Linked DNA regions of Ovis aries: region 1 is linked to region 2. A link is a contact called in public Hi-C data. All regions are on one chromosome and are shown on one strand. Each heading gives the region's core, a stretch centred on a gene start, on an enhancer-like site or on the middle of the called end of the contact. The rest is flanking DNA. Distances are from core to core; before and after follow the strand shown. Region 1 holds the start of LOC101120606 (mitotic-spindle organizing protein 2). Region 2 holds the start of SDF2L1 (stromal cell derived factor 2 like 1).

Region 1 (5,524 bases), core at 1,705-4,204, 280 kb before region 2:
TCACAGAGCTCAAGCAAGGCCCAGGCTCTGCAGAGCGCTGCGCACGTGCAGCCCAGTGGCCAGCTCCAGAGCCAGGACGGTGGGGCGAGCCTGTGGTAAAGCAGGGCACCGGCCACGTGCCAGGCCTGGTTCTGGCGGCTCAGCATCCGCTCCTCATTTACTCCTCGGGCCAGGCAGGCAGGATTCTAAGGCCGGCCCTGCCAGAGTCCCGTCTCCGGTTGTTCAAATGCTCTTTGAAAGGGGTTTTACAGACAGGTTAAAGTCTCAAGTGTGAGAGCCGTAAGATTCAGAGTAGTCCTGGCTACCAGGCAGCAAGGAAATGGGGACCTCGGTTTCACCCTGCAAAGAGCCGGACCCGCTGGCAACCTGCGTAACCCTGGAAGCAGGTTCTTCCTGCGTCTCCAGATGAGAGCAGAGCCGGCCAGCACCTTGAGGTCAGTCTTGAGACACCCTCCGCTGAGCCCACAGCCATGAGGTGCCAGCGGGTGCAGTTTTAAGCTGCGAAGCCTGCTAAGCAAGGACAGAAGGCGCATCCTCACGGCGACCTGCGGGGCAAGGCGAACGCTGAGGGAAATGGAGGCACAGCCGGGACGGAGACCCACCCGCCTCCTCACGGCTCTCTAGAGAAAGGCAGCGCACCTGCTCTATCCTACCTGCACCCTCTGAGAAGGGAGCGGGGAGGGGACGAGCACGCTTCGCCAGCAGAGCCTCTGACGCCACTAGAAACTCAGGGGCAGCTCTCCAGACTCCCCCTCCCTGTGCCTGCGGGGCAGAACCCAGAAACACGCAGACCCAGCAGAGCCGGAGGCTCCGCGCCTTCGACGCCACTCCGGGCACAGCTCTGCCCACGGCCGAGCAACAACGCTGAGGGGGCAGCTGCCGGGCAGACCTCTACGTGCGTGGAGAGGCCGGGCGGGCATCTCTGCCACTGGGCGTTACAAACACCTCCCCGAGACCAAGCGTGCTGGACCCCCGCCCCCGGCACATGGCCCCCAGCCCTGTCTGTAGGAGAGCTGAAGTCTGCCCGGCACCCCTGTGTCACAGAACACCCGGCACCAGCAGCTGATGGTTGGGAGAGTCTGATGCGCAGTCCTGAGTTGTTTACAGACGCTCCAGCTGCCAGAAGGGAAGAGCCAGCTGCGCGACGACGGCACTGCAGCCACAACGAAAGGCGCTCTGTCCACAGCCGGCAGCTCCGAGAACTGGCCTCAAGACAACGGGTCGGACGCTGCTGTTCATGATAACCTACGTCTCTGTGGGCTTCGAAATAACTGTAGCTTCCTCTGCCTGCGTATGTAAACAGGCTGAAACTGTCAGCAAGAAGATGCTACAGACTCACGCCTGCATATTCCATCCAAGGAACACAGCGTCCTAGGTCCACAGAAGCAGTTTCGGAAGACAGGCTTTTGCCCCGAGTCCCGCAGAAACGGAGTACTGGCCGGGGGATCTGTAAGCAGGCCCTTCGCCCTTTCCTGTATGCCCATTTCTGCCCTGCTCAGACCTTGCAGAAATGAGGTGACCTGGTGGCATGCAACCTAACTCCTGACTCAGGGTCTACTGAATGCCCACAAAACCCTGCCTAACTTGTTGACTCTTTTCCTAGACTAAAAAAGAGTAGGAATGGAAAAGAATGACCAGCTCTCCGCCCCCAGGTTCCCTCCTGGCAATCCTGCAGATTAGCAGGCAAGACAACAGCTGAAAAACGGCCAGGAGGAGACTGCCAGCCTGCACGAGATGGAAAGTGACGCAGAGCCTGACGTCCTGCCGCAACGATTCTGAGATTCTTTCCCCTTATCCCTTTAAAAACTCACTGCGGAGCATAATCTTCAGAGTCGGCTCTGGAACACCAGTCTGCCTTCTCTAGCTTTCTGATTAAAACCACCTTTCTTTTCTCTTGACACTTGCCTTTGGAGTATCCGCTATCGAGCTGTGAGTAGCCAAATTTTGGTCCAGCAACGCGGAGTCTGCTCAACTCCTAATTAAACTAAATATCGGCCCCAGTTTTAAGGATGACTTTAAACGCTCAATCCTGAACCGAGCGGTCCAGAGAGCGGCGTGCACTATTCAGAAAAGATCAAAGCGGCATAAACCCTGCACTGCGGGCCCGCGGCAGAGCTTCAGAGACGACGAGGTGAAAGCGGCTCCTTCCTCGGAGAAAGCGGGCAGCGGCAGCGGCTGAGTGAGCCCGAGGCGCCCAACCGCGGAATTTCGGGGAGAGGGCAGCGTCCCGATTCTCCTGCCGCGCCGCCTGCTCTGGGAACCCAGCCTCCGCTTCACCCCGCCACCTCCACACCCGCTGCCGTCAGGAGCGCCTTCCGACCCGGCTTCGAGGTCCCTCCTGGAGCCGCAGCCTCGGCGGCGCCCATCTCGTCGGGGCCTTCCTCCGGCCGCGCAGCGAGCAAGACGCCGTCCCGTCTGCGGCTCGCCACCTCCCGGCGACCCTCGGAAGCCGAGGCTCCGCACGGCCAGCACACCCGGGGCGGGGGAGGGCGTCGGGCCGGGACCCACCCCCGCCGCGCACAGCGTTCGCCGGGGAGCCCCAGGCTGTCGGTCCCCCACCGCGCGCGGGAACGTTAGCCGGGCGCCCGCCTGGGCGAGGCCCGTGAGGCGCGCGGGAAGGCGGCGGGAGGGCGCGGCGCTCGACGCCCTGGTCCGATGCCCGGGGCTCGCCTGGGAACGGAGCCGACTTCTGTGGAGGTTTGAGGCGGCCGCCGGGACGCTGGTCCCGACCGCGCGAGACTCCCCCCACTCACCCAAGGAACCCGCAGCTTCAGGGACGGAGGCCGCCATTCGGCGACGAGGCGCCGGAATGTCGTCATCAAGCTGCGCGCGTCGCGTCCCCGGGCGGGCGCGGTGAAAAGCGCGTGCGCAAAGCCAAGCCCCACCCCGCCCCGCCCCGCGGGTTTATGGGAAGCCCTCCTCAGTGCGCGCGCGCGCAGCGGGACCTGGCGGCAAGGAGCGCGCGTGCGCAAGAGAAGCGGCCTCGCGTTAAGGTTCGGGCCTGGAGGCGCGCCCCCTGTCGGGGGGCCGGCGCGGGACAGCCGCGCGCCGGGCCTGGCGGGCATTTACCGGGCGACCGCGGGGCTCTGCGCGCGGGCTTCCTGCTGAGCGCGCGCGGGAGCCCAGTCGCCAAGGCGCGGGTGCTCCGCACGTCCGCCGCCGCTCGGGCCCGAGCACCGGACGGCGGGGCCGCTGCGGCGCGCAGGGCCCGCGGCGGGCCGTAGGGGGCGCGGCGGGGGCCGGGCGGCGCGCACCCCCGCGCTTCCTCAGATGGCGGCCGCGGGCGCGGGGCCGGGCCCCGGGCCGGGGGCGCCCCCGGGGCTGGAGGCGGCCCTGCAGAAGCTGGCGCTGCGGCGGAAGAAGGTCCTGAGCGCCGAGGAGATGGAGCTGTTCGAGCTGGCGCAGGCTGCGGGCGGCGCCATGGACCCCGACGTGTTCAAGTGAGCGCCCGGGGGAGCCGGGGGTGCCCAGGGCGGCCGGCCGGGGCGAGGAGGGCTCACTGCCGCCGCGTGTGTTCTCGCCAGGATCCTGCTGGACCTGCTGAAGCTGAACGTGGCGCCCCTCGCCGTCTTTCAGATGCTCAAGTCCATGTGCGCCGGGCAGAGGGCGGCGAGCGACTCCCAGGACCCCGCGGCCGCGCCCCTGCCCACGCCCAGCGTGCCTGAGACCCGAGGTCAGAGCCGGGCCGGGGCGACGGGTGGGCAGCCCCTGGCACTGGGCGCGTTTGGTCCCGAGTGGCCAGGCCTTTCTGTTCGTGGGCACATCCGATGGCTGGCCCCTTGGGCTCCAATCCCCAGCTTGGACTTTGCTATCTTCCACCCTGGAGCGTGCCCGTCCACATGGGGAGGGCGCAGGGTGGGAGACCCAAAGCCGGGCAGACCTCGTTGGGACTCTGCGATCCGTTTCTCCGCATCTCTGCACTCAGGTCTTTTCCCCACGAAGCTGGGAACAGGCGGCTTCGGTTCCTTCCTCCCTGGGGGTGTAAGCCTGTACTTCAGTCCTCAGGGAGCAGGGCGGGCAGAGGCTTTCCTGAGCTCGCTTGTTGGCCCCCCAACCCGGCCCAGGTCCTGCTCAGAGTCTGGACAGTGAAGCTTCCCTCTGTGGGCAGCTCTTGGCTGGCAGGGTGCAGAGAGCCTGGGGTGCTGCTCAGTCTGGAGGTCGTGGCTGGGATGAGCAGAGCCTGGTGACCAGGGTGTCACAGTGGAGCTCTAATCCACTTGGCGTGTCCCTTCTCCATATTCCAGACACACTTGAGATGCAGCTGAATCTCCGGGCCGGCTCCTTGGCCACAAACATTCTGAGAAGGGGCTTTCGGGGCAGAGGGCAGCTGGGCCCCTAGTTGGGAGCTCCAGGGCCCTGGGCGCCCACGTCCCTGTCCTGAGAGGCCCCCTCCTGGGCGCTACGGTGCGGGCCTCCCCACTGATGCTCCCTGTCTGCTCTCTTTGTCTCTCTCTGACCTCCAGAGGCCTCCTTTCTCTCTGCCTGGAGCTGTAGCCCCCCTGCGAGGCCCTCCTTTTCCTGCGCCCCGCAGCCTGCGGCCTCTCCGGTTCTGCTCCACGGCCCAGCTGCCGCGCACTCGCCTCTCTCTCCGGGGCCCCCCGGTTCCCTCCGGTTCTCTTGCTGCCTGTTCTCTCCTTTTGCAGGTTGCGTTTATTGGTTTATTTCTGGGGGTTGGTACTGTTTCCATGGAAACCGCCATGGCCTCCAGAAAGAGCAGCCCTGGGCTGCAAGGGTGCGAGCGGTACTGTCAGCCCCCAGAATGGCCGTGGAGCATCAGCCCCCGGGGTCCCCCTTGCCTGGCTCCTGAGCTGGGGATGTGGCCGCTCCGGCCCTCGCTCAGTGCCAAGAGCACCACGGGGCAGACGCACTCCTCTCCAGCTGCACCCAGCCGTGTGCCCAGCAGGTCCGCGTGGGGACCATCCCCAGAGGTGTGGGCCAAGGGTTACGGGGCACGTGTGCAGCCCGCGTTGCGCACTGGGCGTTCAGTGGCTGGTCTGCAGCACCGGTCAAGCTCCTGCTGGGTGCTCCCCACGCCCCCACCACCCGCCGGTCCTGGCCACCAGACCCCGCCAGCCTGCTCAGCAGGCTGCGGTGGTCCCCCCACCTCCTCCCACAGCCTGGCCCATCCCACAGCCTGGCCTCGGCAGCTGGCCGGCTCCACAAGGGGCGCTCTCATCACCCAGGAGAAACCTCTGGGCTTTTCTGGTTCTAGTCCCACTCAGCACTGTGGCAGAGCCCGCAGCCGGGGTTAGGGGCTCCCCAGCTTCAGGGGCCAAGTCACGACTGGCAATGGGCCACTGTTTGGGGGGGTTCACTTCATTAGGGGAGTAAGCTGGCAGTGATTCGTTCAGTAAGGATGACCTGGTTCACTAGCATCACGGACTCCAAGGATATAAGCTTCAGCAAACCCCAAGACGGTGAAGGACGGAGGCCTGGCGGTGTCCGTGGGTCGCGACTTAGTGACTGATGACCACCGTCTGTCTCGACTCTTAAGGGCCCTGCAGGAACTGAGCTTTACCCTTGG
Region 2 (5,995 bases), core at 727-3,226:
ACTCAGTGAGAGGCACGCTGCCTTCCCTGACTCCATCCCTGGGGTCTCTACTGCTCTCAGATCAGCAGACAGCTCTTTATTCCAAGCAGCAGTTCTGGAGTCCATGTGCTTTTTTAGGGGGGCCGTGGGGTTTTAGCTCCCTGACCAGGGATCAAGCCCACACCGCCTGCAGAAGCAGCGAGAGTCGTAACCGCTGGACTGCCAGGGATGGCCTCCACTGGCCTTGGGACACTGTCTTCACCTTGAAGGGAGATTATTTGCTGTGTAATGGGAAGCCATTGGCAGCTTTCAGCAGGCACCTCGTGTGACTTGATTTACGCTTTTTAAGAAAAACCACTTTCCTGGGTGGAGAATGTCTTGGGAGAGGCCTGAGTAGCAGGGAAATCTCAGCGGTGTGGTAGGTATCTGGAGGGGACGTGGGGTACCTTGGTTTCGGGTGCTGACGGGGACTCAGGAGACATGCCTTCCAAGCTGTTCAGAGTCAGAGCCATCGAGATGCGCTGGGGTAGATGGGAGGGGTGTGGTGAAGAGAGGAATCGAAGATGAGTCCCCGGTTTGGGGCTTAAAGAGCTTGTGAATTTGCGAAAAGGGTGCCGTCACTCAAAATCAGCCTAGGGGCAAAGCAGTGGGAAGGAGGCTGCGAGTTCTGGTCTGGCCCGCTTGAGGTGTTCCTTGCTGTGTCTGGATTGCACTCTAGCCCCTCTGCCTGGTTTGGAGGCCCCTCCAAGGTAGGATCTACTAAATCCAGGGCAGACAGCATTTTAGACACTGAGTGTTGAAAAGATCAAGACGCCTTGTCCTACATGGAATTCCAAATAAAGACAATGTTAAGCCTGAAAACTGGGACTTCCTGGTGGCCCAGTGGTTAGGACTCCACACTTCCACCGCAGGAGGCGCCGGTTTGATCCCTGGTCAGGGAACTAACAGCCCACAAGCTAGCTGATCAGCACCAAGTCAGGGGGAATATGAAACCCGAAAACTAATCCATTGCTGTAATTTAAATGACTCTATCCTGGATTTTCTGAATGCTAACTTCTGGATGATTTAATCAAACATGAACTTTTTTTTTTTTTCCCTCCCTGCTTTGCTGGTGCCCAAGTGCCGAGCAGTCAGCCGATTCCTGGGCTGGGCTGAACTGAAGGGCCTGGAGTGAAGTCAAGTTTAGAATATTCCACGAATGAATAAATAAACAGCGGTGTAAGTTTCCCCCCTTACAGGACTGAGCAGACAGCTCTCTGAGAAGGCAGTGAGTCCCCAGCCTGGGACACACAGTCACCCAGGCTTGGTTTGCAGCCACTTCCCGAGGCAGCTCAGGGTCTTCTGAAGACTGCTAGCCTCTACACCACAGCTCCCTGCTGCCCTCTGCTGCCCAGCGGCCTAGAGACCATGAGATTCTGCCCTGGAAGGGCCCAGGGAATTCAGAATCCCCAGGGTCCAGGGACACCGATGTGACGCAGTGTCAGGGGGCACTGTTCGAGCGACTGGAGGATTAGGTTCAGGGACTGAAGGAGCATGTGACTGCGTAATCCGAGATGTGTCCACTGGTGACCACATAATCTAGTAGTCGAGCAACGTCAAGACCCTGCAGCTGTGGACCCGGGGTCCGAGGGGGACACCATCACTGAGGGCCAGGGGATCTGGGATCAAGGTGATAGGGTGAACCGGAGCCCGGCGGGCGCTAGAGCGGCGCCCTAGGCGGCAGCCGCCGGGCATCCAGCACTCCCGCGGCTTGGAGCCGCCCGGGCCTCCCCTGGATCCTCATTGGTCAGCCCTCGGAGGCGTGGACCAATCAAAACTTTCCTCGTGTCGCCAGGGCCCTCCCAGCCGCCGCTCGCCGAAGCTGGGGGCGGGTCTCTCCGGCGCGGACCCAATGGCAGCAGAGGCGGAGCGCCGTGCAGGCCGGCGATTGGCTGCTGCGGCGGGCCCTGTCGGAGTCCGGATTGGCCGGCGGCGGAGACGGAAGCGACCGCTGGCCGAGTTGCCGGAGCCCTGCCGGGGCGATGTGGAGCGCGGGCCGCGGTCGAGCTGCGGGCCCGGCGCTGCTGGGGCTACTGCTGGCCCTCTCGCTGTCGGGGGGCCGTGCCGCCAAGACCGACGCGGGGCTCGTGACCTGCGGGTCGGTGCTGAAGCTGTTCAACACGCAGCACCGGGTGCGGCTGCACTCGCACGACATCAAATACGGATCCGGTGCGCGGCCGGGGCCGCCCGACGGCGGGCTGGGCGCTGGGTCCCCGCGGGCCAGGGGGCTGGGGGTCCTCAGGGCCGGAGGCCGGCGGTTTCGAGGGCGCGGTCGGGACGCCGTTCGGAGCGGTGGACCTCGGAGTGCGACCAGAGGCGGGCGGGGGGCGGGGAGCGGCTTGTGGAGCCGTTGGGTCCCAGGGTCGAGGCCGTCGGGAAAGCGGAGGTTGTCCGGGGCGACGGTCGGCGTTGCCACGTTGACGGCCACCCCGGGGATGGGGTGTCGTCCCCAGGCAGCGGCCAGCAGTCGGTAACCGGCGTGGAGGCGTCCGACGACGCCAACAGCTACTGGCGAATCCGCGGCGACACGGAGGGAGGGTGTCCGCGCGGGTCCCCGGTGCGCTGCGGGCAGGCGGTGCGGCTGACGCACGTGCTCACCGGCAAGAACCTGCACACGCACCACTTCCCGTCGCCGCTGACCAACAACCAGGTGAGCCCCCCTGGCTTGTGAGCCGCGGGGCCTGGGCACCTGCTCAGAGCCCCAGCTTTCCTCTGTGAAATGGGAGCGTCAAGTTAGAAGCGTTTGCCCGGCGCCCACTCTGGGGACAGAGAGATGATCCCCACCGGCGCCTACCCCCTGGAGCCTTCAGCTCCGCGGGGACACAGCTGGAACAGCCGTCTGGCTGGAGAGCTCCACTCCTGGGCGGGAGCTGGACCCAGGAGGGGGATCCACACGGCAGTTGCCGTGGAGAATGGGAAACTCCGCAGCGAGGAGGCACTCAGGCCGGCCCTGGAAGGATGAGGAGGAATCCAGGGAGGAGATGGGCGTCTTCCCAGGCCTGGACAAGAGCCTGCCTGTGTGCGAGTTCATTGGAACTGGGAGGGCGGTGGGGCTGGAACAGAGGGTGGTTGGGGGCTTATCCAAAGAAAAGGATGAGATAATAGAACCTTGACTGTCAGCCTGAGTGGCAGACATGATGCTGAGTGAAGGTCAGAGGGTTTAAGACAGAAGGAACTGGAGGAGGAGGGAGTGGGGGAGGCCTTGACTCCTTGGGGGCCAGTGGTCGCCACCCAGGTAGGTGAGATGGGGTGTGCACGTGTTTGAAGAGCCCGTGTTGGGGGGACTCAGGGCTGGGGGGGTGGTCGCAGTTGGCAGCTGTGGAAGCTGAGTATTAGGGGGAGGTATAGGGAAGTGAGTGCCGCTGCCTGGCAGGGGCCCGCAGGGGCCTCAGGGCTCCCTCTGTCACGACTGCGGTCCTCACCCCCTCTGCCCCCACAGGAGGTGAGCGCCTTTGGGGAGGACGGCGAGGGGGACGACCTGGACCTGTGGACCGTGCGCTGCTCAGGGCTGCACTGGGAGCGAGAGGCTGCCGTGCGCTTCCAGCACGTGGGCACCTCCGTGTTCCTGTCGGTCACTGGTGAGCAGTACGGGAGCCCAATCCGGGGGCAGCATGAGGTGCATGGCATGGCCAGTGCCAGCGCCCACAATAAGTGGAAGGCCATGGAAGGCGTCTTCATCAAGCCCAGCCCGGAGGCCCCTGGGGGCCACGATGAGCTCTGAGCGCTGTGGACCGGGGGGCGGAGGGCTGCGGGGGGCGTTGTCTGCAGACGACTCTCCGGGGGGACTTTGGCTTTGTAGGGGTTCTCAAGTGCCTTTATGATTAAAGAATGTTGGTCTCTGGTCGCACTTTGCTGTGAGCCTGGGGCTGACCTGAAGCTGCCAGCTGGTCCCACTCAGCATCTCTTCCTCAGTGTGAAAGCTCTGTCTCCAGCACGGCTGGTGGCTGAACCCATCCAGACCTCTCGGACGCTCTTCTGTGCACTCTCAACACTGCCCGGGGCCATCACAGCCCCCTCCCCCCACCCTCAGATGGCCTCCAGCTCCATGAACCTTCCTGAGAAGGGCTAAGGTCTCAGCAGATTGCAGCAGCCCTGCTCCCTACCAGCTGGGATGGGCACAAGCTGGCCAGTCTCTCGTCCCTTGAAGGGCATCCCTTCCCCTGGCAGTTGTGACAGTCTGGACCCTTGGCTTTGACCAAGCACTGGGCCAGGACTCTGCCCATCTGGTGGAGATTCATATCGCAAGATCCCTGTCTCCGTGCAGATCGGCACCCCACACACTCAGCTGGCCCCAAACCCCGGAGGCCCTAACAGAACTTAAAAAGGTATTGCAAGGGAAGATAACCACAGAGGACTGCCGCCTGCAGACATCTGAGAAGGCTTCCTGGAAGAAGAGTCACACTGAGCTGTCAAAGTGTTGAAATCGGCTGGCCCTTGACAGAGGACGGTAATAGCAGTTTTGCTGGTGCGTGGTGCCCTCTAGAGGTGATGGCAGAGATTACAGGCTGAAGGACTTGAGCTGCGGGGGTCAGAGGGTGCCACTTTTCCGGCAGGAGAGTAGCCCAAGGAGAGGCCGGGGGTGGCAACCAGTGGGAAGGGCCTTGGAGGAGCGTGAGCACCTGACTTCCGAGAAGTCAGTTGCCCTTAGGGCGTGAGAGGAAAGCTCTAGCCAGTTGTGAAACCTGAGAGGAAGGGAGGGTCATGATTACGCCCCGTTACTCCCCTGTCCCTTCCCCCAGGAGGTCCTGCTCTGCTCAGACCTTCTGAGCATCGTCTACTACCCTCCACTTCTCTCCCACCGCTCACCTGGCCTGAGACAGGCGTGCAGGCGATTTGTTGGGAAGTGATCCCAGAAAACACTGGGGAAGGAGTGGGGCGGAGAGGAACCCACAGGCAGCTGGTAGAACAAGCAAGTCGGGGGGGGGGGGGCAGTTATCCAACCAGGGTACCTTCTCTCACTGGCTGAGGGCTGCGGGGCGGCGGGGTGTCCCTCTGCAGCCCTCTCACTTGCCCTGGATTCAGCAGCCAGGACAAAGCCCTCAGGCGCTGGCTGCGAGCATCCTTTCTGTAGAGGCGAGTGCTACCGGGATGTGGGCGCCTGCAGTGTGAACCGCACTGAAAATCCCAGGGGTGCTCCTCTGGTCTATCCCTGGCCCCACTGAGATGTGAGAGCCCACTTCTGCCTCTGTTACCGCCCTGCCACCACACACACACGTGAGGAGTGTTAGTTAACAGCGGACTCCAACAGTCCACGGGAGGAATCCTTGGGTAAGGCTGAAGCTGAGAGCAGGTGAGGTGGCCGCAGGCGGAATGCAGGACAAGACCAAAAATTAAAACCGCAGCAGCAGCCGATCTCTCGTTTATTGAAAACTAAGTGCCTGCCAGGCACTCGGCCAGCGATTTACACAGCGTCTCATTTGCTCGCGGCAACAAATCTATGAAGCACAGCGTGTTCAATTATCGTCTTAATTTTTCAGAGGAGGTTTACCGAGGTTGCTAAAGATGCAAACCCAGCTCTGTGTGCCTTCCGAAACATTTGCTCTCAGGCTCTGGACTGAGCGAATAAAAGAGGAGGGGGCCCAGACGCGCAGTAGCCTAAGTACTACCCTCTCCAACACACACACACTGCAGCTATGTGAGGGCCGGCGGCGCCATGTCCATCCTCCCGGGTCACCAGCCCCCCGGGAAGCACTGAACGACTGCTTATCCACGGTCACGCAGGGACCCGAGTGGCGCCCCCTTCCCTGTGCCTTCCACGGATCCGCAAGGCTCCGGGGGGCGGGGTGGGGGTGGGCTCCAATACCTTGTCCCGCACACAGCCCAGGCCCGCCCGGTGGTTTCAGAAAGATCTCATTCGGTTCAAGTCCGGCGATGCGGTGTGGTTGAGCGGGGAGGGGGTTACCCCAGCCACGAAGCCCACCGCAGCCGAGCACGCCACCGGGGAGGCACCGGGAGCAATCCCAGTACGCCAGACGGG

What was found. Hi-C and Micro-C count contacts between places; a contact is called where the count stands out from the background.
Region 1: a Hi-C map of liver shows a contact between it and region 2, with 3 times the contacts expected there. The contact joins the promoter of LOC101120606 here to the promoter of SDF2L1 in region 2. A contact is called at or near these places in 2 of 16 Hi-C or Micro-C datasets (hypothalamus and liver).

Annotation. Positions count from the first base shown.
Region 1 is chr17:72,432,018-72,437,541 of ARS-UI_Ramb_v3.0, reverse strand. LOC101120606 (mitotic-spindle organizing protein 2) reads left to right here and starts at 2,954. Exons shown (of 4, transcript XM_027956896.2): 1 at 2,954-3,440; 2 at 3,525-3,673; 3 at 4,464-4,643. The coding sequence starts at 3,271. It overlaps SMPD4 (sphingomyelin phosphodiesterase 4), which reads right to left and starts at 2,831. Exons shown (of 19, transcript XM_027956900.3): 1 at 2,754-2,831. The coding sequence starts at 2,819.
Region 2 is chr17:72,148,655-72,154,649 of ARS-UI_Ramb_v3.0, reverse strand. It overlaps SDF2L1 (stromal cell derived factor 2 like 1), which reads left to right and starts at 1,976. Exons shown (of 3, transcript XM_027956872.3): 1 at 1,976-2,187; 2 at 2,472-2,668; 3 at 3,458-3,901. The coding sequence starts at 2,001. The coding sequence ends at 3,739.